Linked DNA regions of Mus musculus: region 1 is linked to region 2. A link is a contact called in public HiChIP or PLAC-seq data. All regions are on one chromosome and are shown on one strand. The core of a region is the stretch at or near the end of the contact, and the rest is flanking DNA. Distances in the headings are between cores, read along the strand shown. Region 1 overlaps Rassf8 (Ras association (RalGDS/AF-6) domain family (N-terminal) member 8). Region 2 overlaps Casc1 (cancer susceptibility candidate 1).

Evidence for each region. HiChIP or PLAC-seq counts read pairs in DNA pulled down with a chosen protein or histone mark.
Region 1: a contact with region 2 is called in an H3K4me3 HiChIP or PLAC-seq map of bone marrow-derived macrophages, with 5 times the contacts expected there. The contact joins two enhancer-like sites. A contact is called at or near these places in 1 of 39 promoter capture datasets (stem cell-derived epiblast-like cells) and 2 of 115 datasets of contacts at active chromatin or transcription factors (T-cell acute lymphoblastic leukemia and bone marrow-derived macrophages).

The regions. Positions count from the first base shown.
Region 1 is chr6:145,777,627-145,781,201 of GRCm38.p6, reverse strand. The region is part of intron 1 of Rassf8 (Ras association (RalGDS/AF-6) domain family (N-terminal) member 8); the gene reads right to left. Among named protein-coding and RNA genes, the nearest start is that of Gm15704, 31 kb to the right of the region's middle. Within about 2 kb of position 1,636, at least 47 of the 459 cell types and tissues checked have an H3K27ac peak or open chromatin away from gene starts, as enhancers often do. A contact at or near this core is called in bone marrow-derived macrophages, where this site is marked.
Region 2 is chr6:145,191,059-145,194,906 of GRCm38.p6, reverse strand. It overlaps Casc1 (cancer susceptibility candidate 1), which reads left to right. Exons shown (of 16, transcript NM_177222.4): 7 at 269-415; 8 at 2,002-2,105; 9 at 3,213-3,549. Among named protein-coding and RNA genes, the nearest start is that of Gm15543, 11 kb to the right of the region's middle. Within about 2 kb of position 1,261, at least 51 of the 459 cell types and tissues checked have an H3K27ac peak or open chromatin away from gene starts, as enhancers often do. A contact at or near this core is called in bone marrow-derived macrophages, where this site is marked.

The DNA of each region.
Region 1 (3,575 bases), core at 387-2,886, 590 kb before region 2:
CGGCGAGATGGCTCGGTGGCTGCTGCACAGGCCTGGCAGCCTGTGTTCAATCCCCAGGGTCTATGTAAAGTTGGAAGAAAAGAATCAACTTTAAAAAGTAGTCTTTTGACCCTAAAATACTAAGTAAATAAAAAGAAGGCATTCACTAAAGGCCTACCATGCACTGAGCCTATGACAGGCACTTTAAAGATCCTAACGGGAAGTTCATGTGTTGACCTATATAACAAATGCCAACAAATGGATAGTTTACTAATAACACAAATGTAGTAAGTTCTAAAGGCTGCCAGTGCAGAACAGGCCACTGGATGCACTCTATGGTGACAACCTGCCTCCTGTTGTGGATGCTGCCTTCCCGCTATGCTGTCACATGGCAAAACAGGCAAGGCAGCTCTCTGTGGTCCATGTCATAAGAGTGCTAATTCTACCCATGACTTCTAAAAACCTAATCACTTCCGGAAGACCCTGCCTCCTGAGACCGGGGATGGATGGGGAGGGAGAGGAGTGGCGCTTACTCAGGCTGTGCAGTCAGCCTAGATTACCTGATCAGTTAACAGTCTAGATTAAAGTCTGCGTCCTGGACTCCCGAGATCCGGGGATGGAAGGCAGATAAGAAGTGGGTGTGGCAGAACAATCTATTCTTATTGAGAGTACTGCACATCAGGGAGAGGAAAAGTCTTCTAGGAAGCAGATGACTACGTTTTCTGAACCAGCTAGAGCCAGTACTCACTCTTTTCAATGGTGATGTATTCCTGTGGACACTCGGGAATAGCTAAATTGGACTAAACCAAAGCTCATTAAGCAATATTTTTAACTTGATGCTGGCTAAAGTCCATATGGTGTTGTGTAATTGAATGTAGGGTTCATGAAAATTTTGACCATAATCAAAGTCTGTGGATGCACTATGATGACAAATTAGCTTCATGTCAAATGCATGAGGGTGAGTTGTTTCTGGAAGTGCTTGCTCATGTTGTGTCATATGACTTCACTGCAGCCAAAGTTCTAAACACACAACACACACACACACATACACACACACACACACACACACACACACACACACACACAGAGCAGTGCACATGCCTCAGATGCAAGGTAGTTATAGTAAGTGTTCTCACCATGCAGAAACACTTCTCACAGAAAACAATGGCTTAGCCATAGAAAACAAAGGCCTTTCATGCTTTCTGACCACCATTTATAACATGCTTATCCTGTGTGTTGTGTTTTAAGCAGCACAGACAGCACACCCATTTCATTTACATATACATTTTCCTTAGTCTTTAATAAATGGTAAAATTACATTTATTCAAGAATCATTTAAGAAAGAACTATAGTTTCTTTTCATTAAGGTTAATTTCTGCATCTATTTTACCTTCCTTTTTAGTCACAGTGCTGTAAACTTTCTCAGGTGGTAAGAAGTCAGTAGTGAAAGCTTTAAAAGCCCAACGTTAGCTAATGAGGGAATGTGGGTATTGGATTAAGCCTGAGCAAATTAAGCCACTCTTCAACTGGTAATACGAGAGGAGATCATTAGGAAATAGAACGTTACAAGCAGGAAGTGCAGAGCCCATTCCCAGGCACAGGGAACTGGACTCTTGAAGTGGCTCCTCCCCCAGACACCCAGGCAGGACCTGTGAGGCTTGCGAACACACTCCTCTCCTGCCCCGCCTGCCTCTGCCCTTCCCTTCCTTCCCACAGAGCTGACCCAGCACAGAGGAGGGAGCCTCAGCTGCTCTAAGAACCCGCTCATGGAGAAGAGGTGATTGGCTCTACCTTCCTTCCTAATTTCTCATGAATGTCTAATTTGACTTTTGGCTAAAGTTCGTGCCTTGATGGGTGTCTGACCCAATCTTCTCCATGAAATAACAAGCCTTAGAGAGTGAAAATCTTCTAGCTCGAGGCTCATTTCTACCAAGCTTTTGTTCCTGATACTCATTCAAAACAAGTTCTTGGAGTGCAGGGTGGAGTTGCGATGCTGGTGACATCTTTCCCTAACTTGAGGCCTTGGACTGCTGCAGTAGGAAAGAAGATGAGGAAGGACGGCTCCACAGGAGAACACTACACAGAATGGAGGAAGCAGAGGGGTCTGTGAAGAAAGATGGTAACCACTCCACAGACCTTCACTCACTCCTGACACATGAAGATAGTCGGTTTTAATCCAGAAGAAAAGTCTAGAAGGAATTCTCCAGTCCCATATCATGCAATGATTTCTTCAGCATTAAATCTGAGTCTCAAAATGCCCTCAAGCAAAAACAGTTGAGCTTCTGTGTAGATGCTAACAATGTGCCACAGTGAGAAAACACAGAAGAAGGCTGCTGTGCTAGAGGGCTCAGCCTCCCTAAGACTGGAGACAGTGCTATACAGAATTGTACTTCACTGGCTATAAAAATCCCACTATGCTCTGGAGAGGATGATTCAAATGTTCTTTGGGGTGAAACAGAATAGAAATAGCAATAATTAATTACTGCTCCATTTGTCTGAAGGTGGTAGTATTTAATGATCTACAATAATTTATCTTCTATGAAATCTCCTTTGTAACAAGAGAAATATTAAGTGGTTTGCAGTGTAGTGTTTAATGTAAAGTACCTATCTGCTATTTCAAAGAATAATTTAAGATAGCAAGACTCTTTTGAGAATGAGAATTGCTAAATGTTTAATTTTAAGATTAAAGAAATTATTAACATGAAAAAAATCTCATGCACATGCATATATACAATATTAGTAAACATAAAAAGATATAAATCTAGCATGTGCATCACCAATTATAATTTTTAAAAGTATAGGAAGCTTGTGTGCAAAACTAGTGTCTCTGAGTGACATGAAGTCTCATGATTAAATGCATGTAAACGCCATGCTTAAATCTTACAAAATAATACTTCACCCATTTAGACATCAACTTACCCAAAGAACAGGCAAGCACAGAGAAAGCACATCCAACAAGAGTGTGCAAGGGAAGCCGGCAGTGAAAACCCCGATTCCTGCCTTCCAGTGTCGAGAACTGGAGTGAACTGGGGGATCTGTCTCCTGTGCGACTGGTTCTTGGGACTGCTTGTCAGAGTTTCTGTCTGTCCACAGAACACACTATGGAGCTGTACAGACAAAGCCTAAGCAGTACAGAACATGCAGAACTGTCCGCAGACAGAGCTCACTACCAGTGCAGCACTGGAGGGGACTAAGGTGTCTCGTTTTCAGAACTACACTGTTTTATGTGGTCACCCTGCAGACAGGTACGGTGAAGGAGAGGAAGAAGGCCAGGCCTAATCCACCCCACCTCCTACTGCTCAGCAGCACCCCACAGTCCCTGCTTTCTGTGCATGCTTGTGAGTCACTAGGGTTGTGCAGAGAGTGACTGTGAGTCCTGGTTTACCTACAAAAGCAATGGCTTACACTTCTTCCTACCCACTGAGTGCTCGGTCAGATCCTTTAGGATAAGAGAATGGAAGTCTTCTAGCATAAAAATATGCACAGACTGTTTCTAGAACAAGAATGAGATTTGGGTCAAAAGGTTATAATATTTTAATAAAAATAACAATAGTTCTCAGTCATTGAATTGTTTATAAACCAAGTCATATATTGTA
Region 2 (3,848 bases), core at 12-2,511:
ACAATAATGGAAGATCAGCTAACATGACATCCGCTGGTCTCAGCTGATGAAGTGGCGGCTCCTCTCTACGCTGGCCACCGAGACCTCCGTGCCTGTGGGTTGGACACATACAAGGGAATTCTTTGGGATAGATGTTTTCTTTTTCTGTGATCTTAAGTTACAGAAGAAGGAAAGGACACCTTCCCTTGTTCTGCAGTGACAGGCCAGTCCCTTTCCATGTCCCTTTGACCTTTTCCGGGTGCGTGATGTGATATTCTTTATATTTCAGTTGATTGAAAAGGTGAAGTTAATTTTACTGGAAACTCCGACATATGAGCTGGACCACAGGACTGTCCTGCAGCATCAAGGGTCAATTCTGCGCCTACAAGAGCTGCTCAGCCTGAAGATCAACGTGGCCACAGAACTACTTCTTCGAGTACGGGCGGTATCTCTCTTACAGCACTAACTTTAACAGGCTGCCTTCAGCAGTCTTACTGTGTGTCCTGGTCCACTTAGGTCTCTAAAAACCTTTCAGTATTCAGGACAAATCAAGGAGATGAAGGACCCATACTTCTGTGACTTAACAACTGTTTATATTTTATTTTCTAAAGAGACAAAACATTATCAGCCAAAAGCTCGTTTTCCTTATATTTGCCAAAGTTCACTGAATTTATTATGAAAAAAAATACTTTACAAACCAATATGAGATAGCTGATGATATAGATCACAATTACTGACATCCTAGTTTTCTCCAGTTTTTATTTTGAAAGTACTATATTTAAATATGAGACTTAAAAGACAGTACCATGAGTTCCCATCTGGGCTCTCTAACTTTGCTATAATTTATAGAGAAAAATCAAAATTTTAAATGTATCATAACATTTTCTTTGTCTCTCTTTTCTTTCCTTACACCATTCAAAAGTTTGTGTGTTACACATTTCATCCCCAAAAATCTCACCAGTGACGGAAACATCCAAATAACTGAGCCAGCGAGCTTCATAAAACTCACAAGGTCAAAGTCCTGATACATGGCCCAGAGTCTTAATTCTCCCATGAATGTGTTTTATAAACTTTAATCTTGTTGCATTTCTGGAGAATCCTCAGAACACAGCCTACAGGCATAGGTTGCGTTCAGCCATTTTGCCTGGGGTCTTTTGGTTGGGAACCCGTCCCTGGGCGGCCCCGCTGGGGTGCAGTCTAAGTCTAAACAGGGCTGCAGAGTGCTGAGCTCACTCCTGCTGTAACTGGCCCGCCACGTTCTTGCATCTGCTGTGCGTATTGTAGGACAAACGGAATAAGGAAGTGTGTGGGTTGATCAGTGACGAAGATGTTTACTAAGAGAAAGTACAGTACTTTTCATCTTATTTTATACATTATGTTGCGGTTGAGGTAGAGACATTGGTACAAGCCAGCCCTTAGTGCATCAGGAAAACCGGGGGAACTGGGGAAACATTGCTGGGTAGAGTACTTGCTAGCATGCTCACTTGGCACCTCACAGAAATGAAAGGGAGTCAGGACGTAGAGGAGACAGATGAAGACAGGGAAGATAGCCAGGTCTGGGCACAGAGAAGGAAAGAGCGAGCTGCGTTACCTTACTGCAGCTGATCTTTTATTGTCTCCTGTGTAAGTGTGCATTTGCACACTTGGGTACCTGTGCATATGAGGCTCAAAGTTCACCTTGATTGCTGAGGCAGAGTCATTCAACTGAACCCAGACCTCTCAATAGGGCTGATCTAGTTAGCCAGCTTCCTCCAGGAGTTCCCACCCCTGCCTCATTAGGCTCATACTGCAGGAAGCCCCCCAGGCATTGACAGAGGTTTGGGGGACTCAAACTTTAGTCCTCACACATGGCAGTCACTTTAACCAGTGAGCCATCTCCTTGGCCTCTGAAGTATTATTTTCCTAGAAAGATCATGCGCCATTTACCCAGATTATTCTTTTAATAACACAAAGAATCCAGTGATTGTGCACCTTCCCAAGGCCGAGAGACTTTGTCAGGTTCTGTTGTGTTTTCTCTTACAGCAAGCTAGTAACTTAGCAGATCTGGACACTGGGAATATGGAGAAAATCATCAAAGATGAGAATGTCACCCTGTACGTGTGGGCAAACCTCAAAAAGAATCCAAGGTACCCCTTCCCCACTTCATAGATGCCAAGGCCGGGGCATTTAGTAGCTTGGCTTGAAGTTTGAACATCAGTTCCTGTAGAAAGCACTGAATCCTAGTGTCTAGAGCAGGCGTGCATGCTCCAGTAAATGCGAGCCTTCGCTTGCTGCTCACACAAGTGGTGCACATGTAGAAAAAACACTGCATAAAAAACAAACCTTAGGGAAGAACCCTAGGAAGCCTCCCCAGCCCTTACCCGGGCCACAGCTGGCCTTGAACTGCTGCATCCTCCTGCTTTAGCATCCTCCTGCTTTAGCCTCCCAGTGCTGGGCTTCCAGGCCTGTGACATCACTCCTGGCTCTGAGCTTCATTTTCAGTATGCCATAAAAGGAGGGAACAAAATATTTACCAAGTTGTACTTTCCACAAAGTGTGGTTTCTATTGACTTCAAGGCAGTGTGTCACCGTCTTTGCTGTCGACAATGCCGCACACAGAATCATGGGGGAAATTCCTCTGTACAGGAGAGGAAGCTGGCACGCTCTCCCACAGTGGGGACAGGCAGGTTTGGCTTTAATAAAGACAGGAGAGGATTGCAAGGAGTCATTCAGTGGCAGGCTGGCTACTCTTAGATGATATATCAAAGCATGCCAGACACCGAGAGGATATTTGGAGAGTCCTCAGGAATAAATCAGTAGTTTCAGTGACACAGATTCTTCTGATCGTGAAATATATTCACACGTATGGAAGGGTCATTCGGACCCTCTTAGAGTTCATTCAGGGAGGCCTCTTCCCCCTACATTATGCCAGAAAAAAAAGACCCAAAGCTGCTGCTGACCCCTGGTAAAGTGAGCAGCAGTTGAAACTGTAACCAGTCAGATGTAGAGACTGAGAAAGAGGAGCCCTGGGAGGAGCCCTGGGAGGAGCACTGGGAGGAGCACTGAGAGGCAAAAGCTTCAGCTGGGGACAGGTGTGGGTGGGAAGCCAAGAGTGTCCTGAGAAACACTGGCTCCCAATGCCTCGGGACACCAAAGGAGGGGCATTAAAAAGGACACCCTGTTCAGACCCAGCGTGAGGCCCCGACTGCCCCTCTTGCTCACCCTCTTGGCTTCCATCTATTGATTTCTGGCAGGCACCGGAGTGTGAGGTTCTCAGAGACACAAATTGGATTTGAAATCCCAAGGATCCTGGCCACGAGCAATGTTGCTCTTCGGCTTCTACACACACGCTATGACCACATCACACCCTTGTTCCCCATTGCCGTCACTGAGCAAAATCAGAACCCCGTGGGAGCAGAGCAAGTCAACGTCGAGGAAAGTACAGAAAAGGCCATGACTGAAGAAAAGCTCTTTACTGAAGAAAAAGCTGCCAACGAAGATGAGCAGCCCAAGGCTGAACAGGAAAGAGAGCTCAACTTGGTTCAAGAGGAGAACAAATATGAAGCTATAGAGAACACTGTCTTACAAAGGGTAGGATACTCTGTCAGTCTGTCTGTCTGTCTGTCATCTGTCTACATTCCAGGATAGGTAGCCCAAGCTGGCCTCAAACTTACAGCAGTCCTCTTGCCTCAGCCCTTCAAGGGCCGGTGACTGGCCTGACTCGCTTTACCCAGGTTGACATATTCTCAACAGATCCCGGTCTGCCCTGTGCAGTAAGCATTGGCAGGTCCCTGGAGGTATTCTCAAGATTTTTCCTGAGCAAATAGAAACCATTTAGAAGCCTCTTCCTTGTCTGTGCCCTGGCTGTTAGTGTGTCTCTCTCCCCTCTG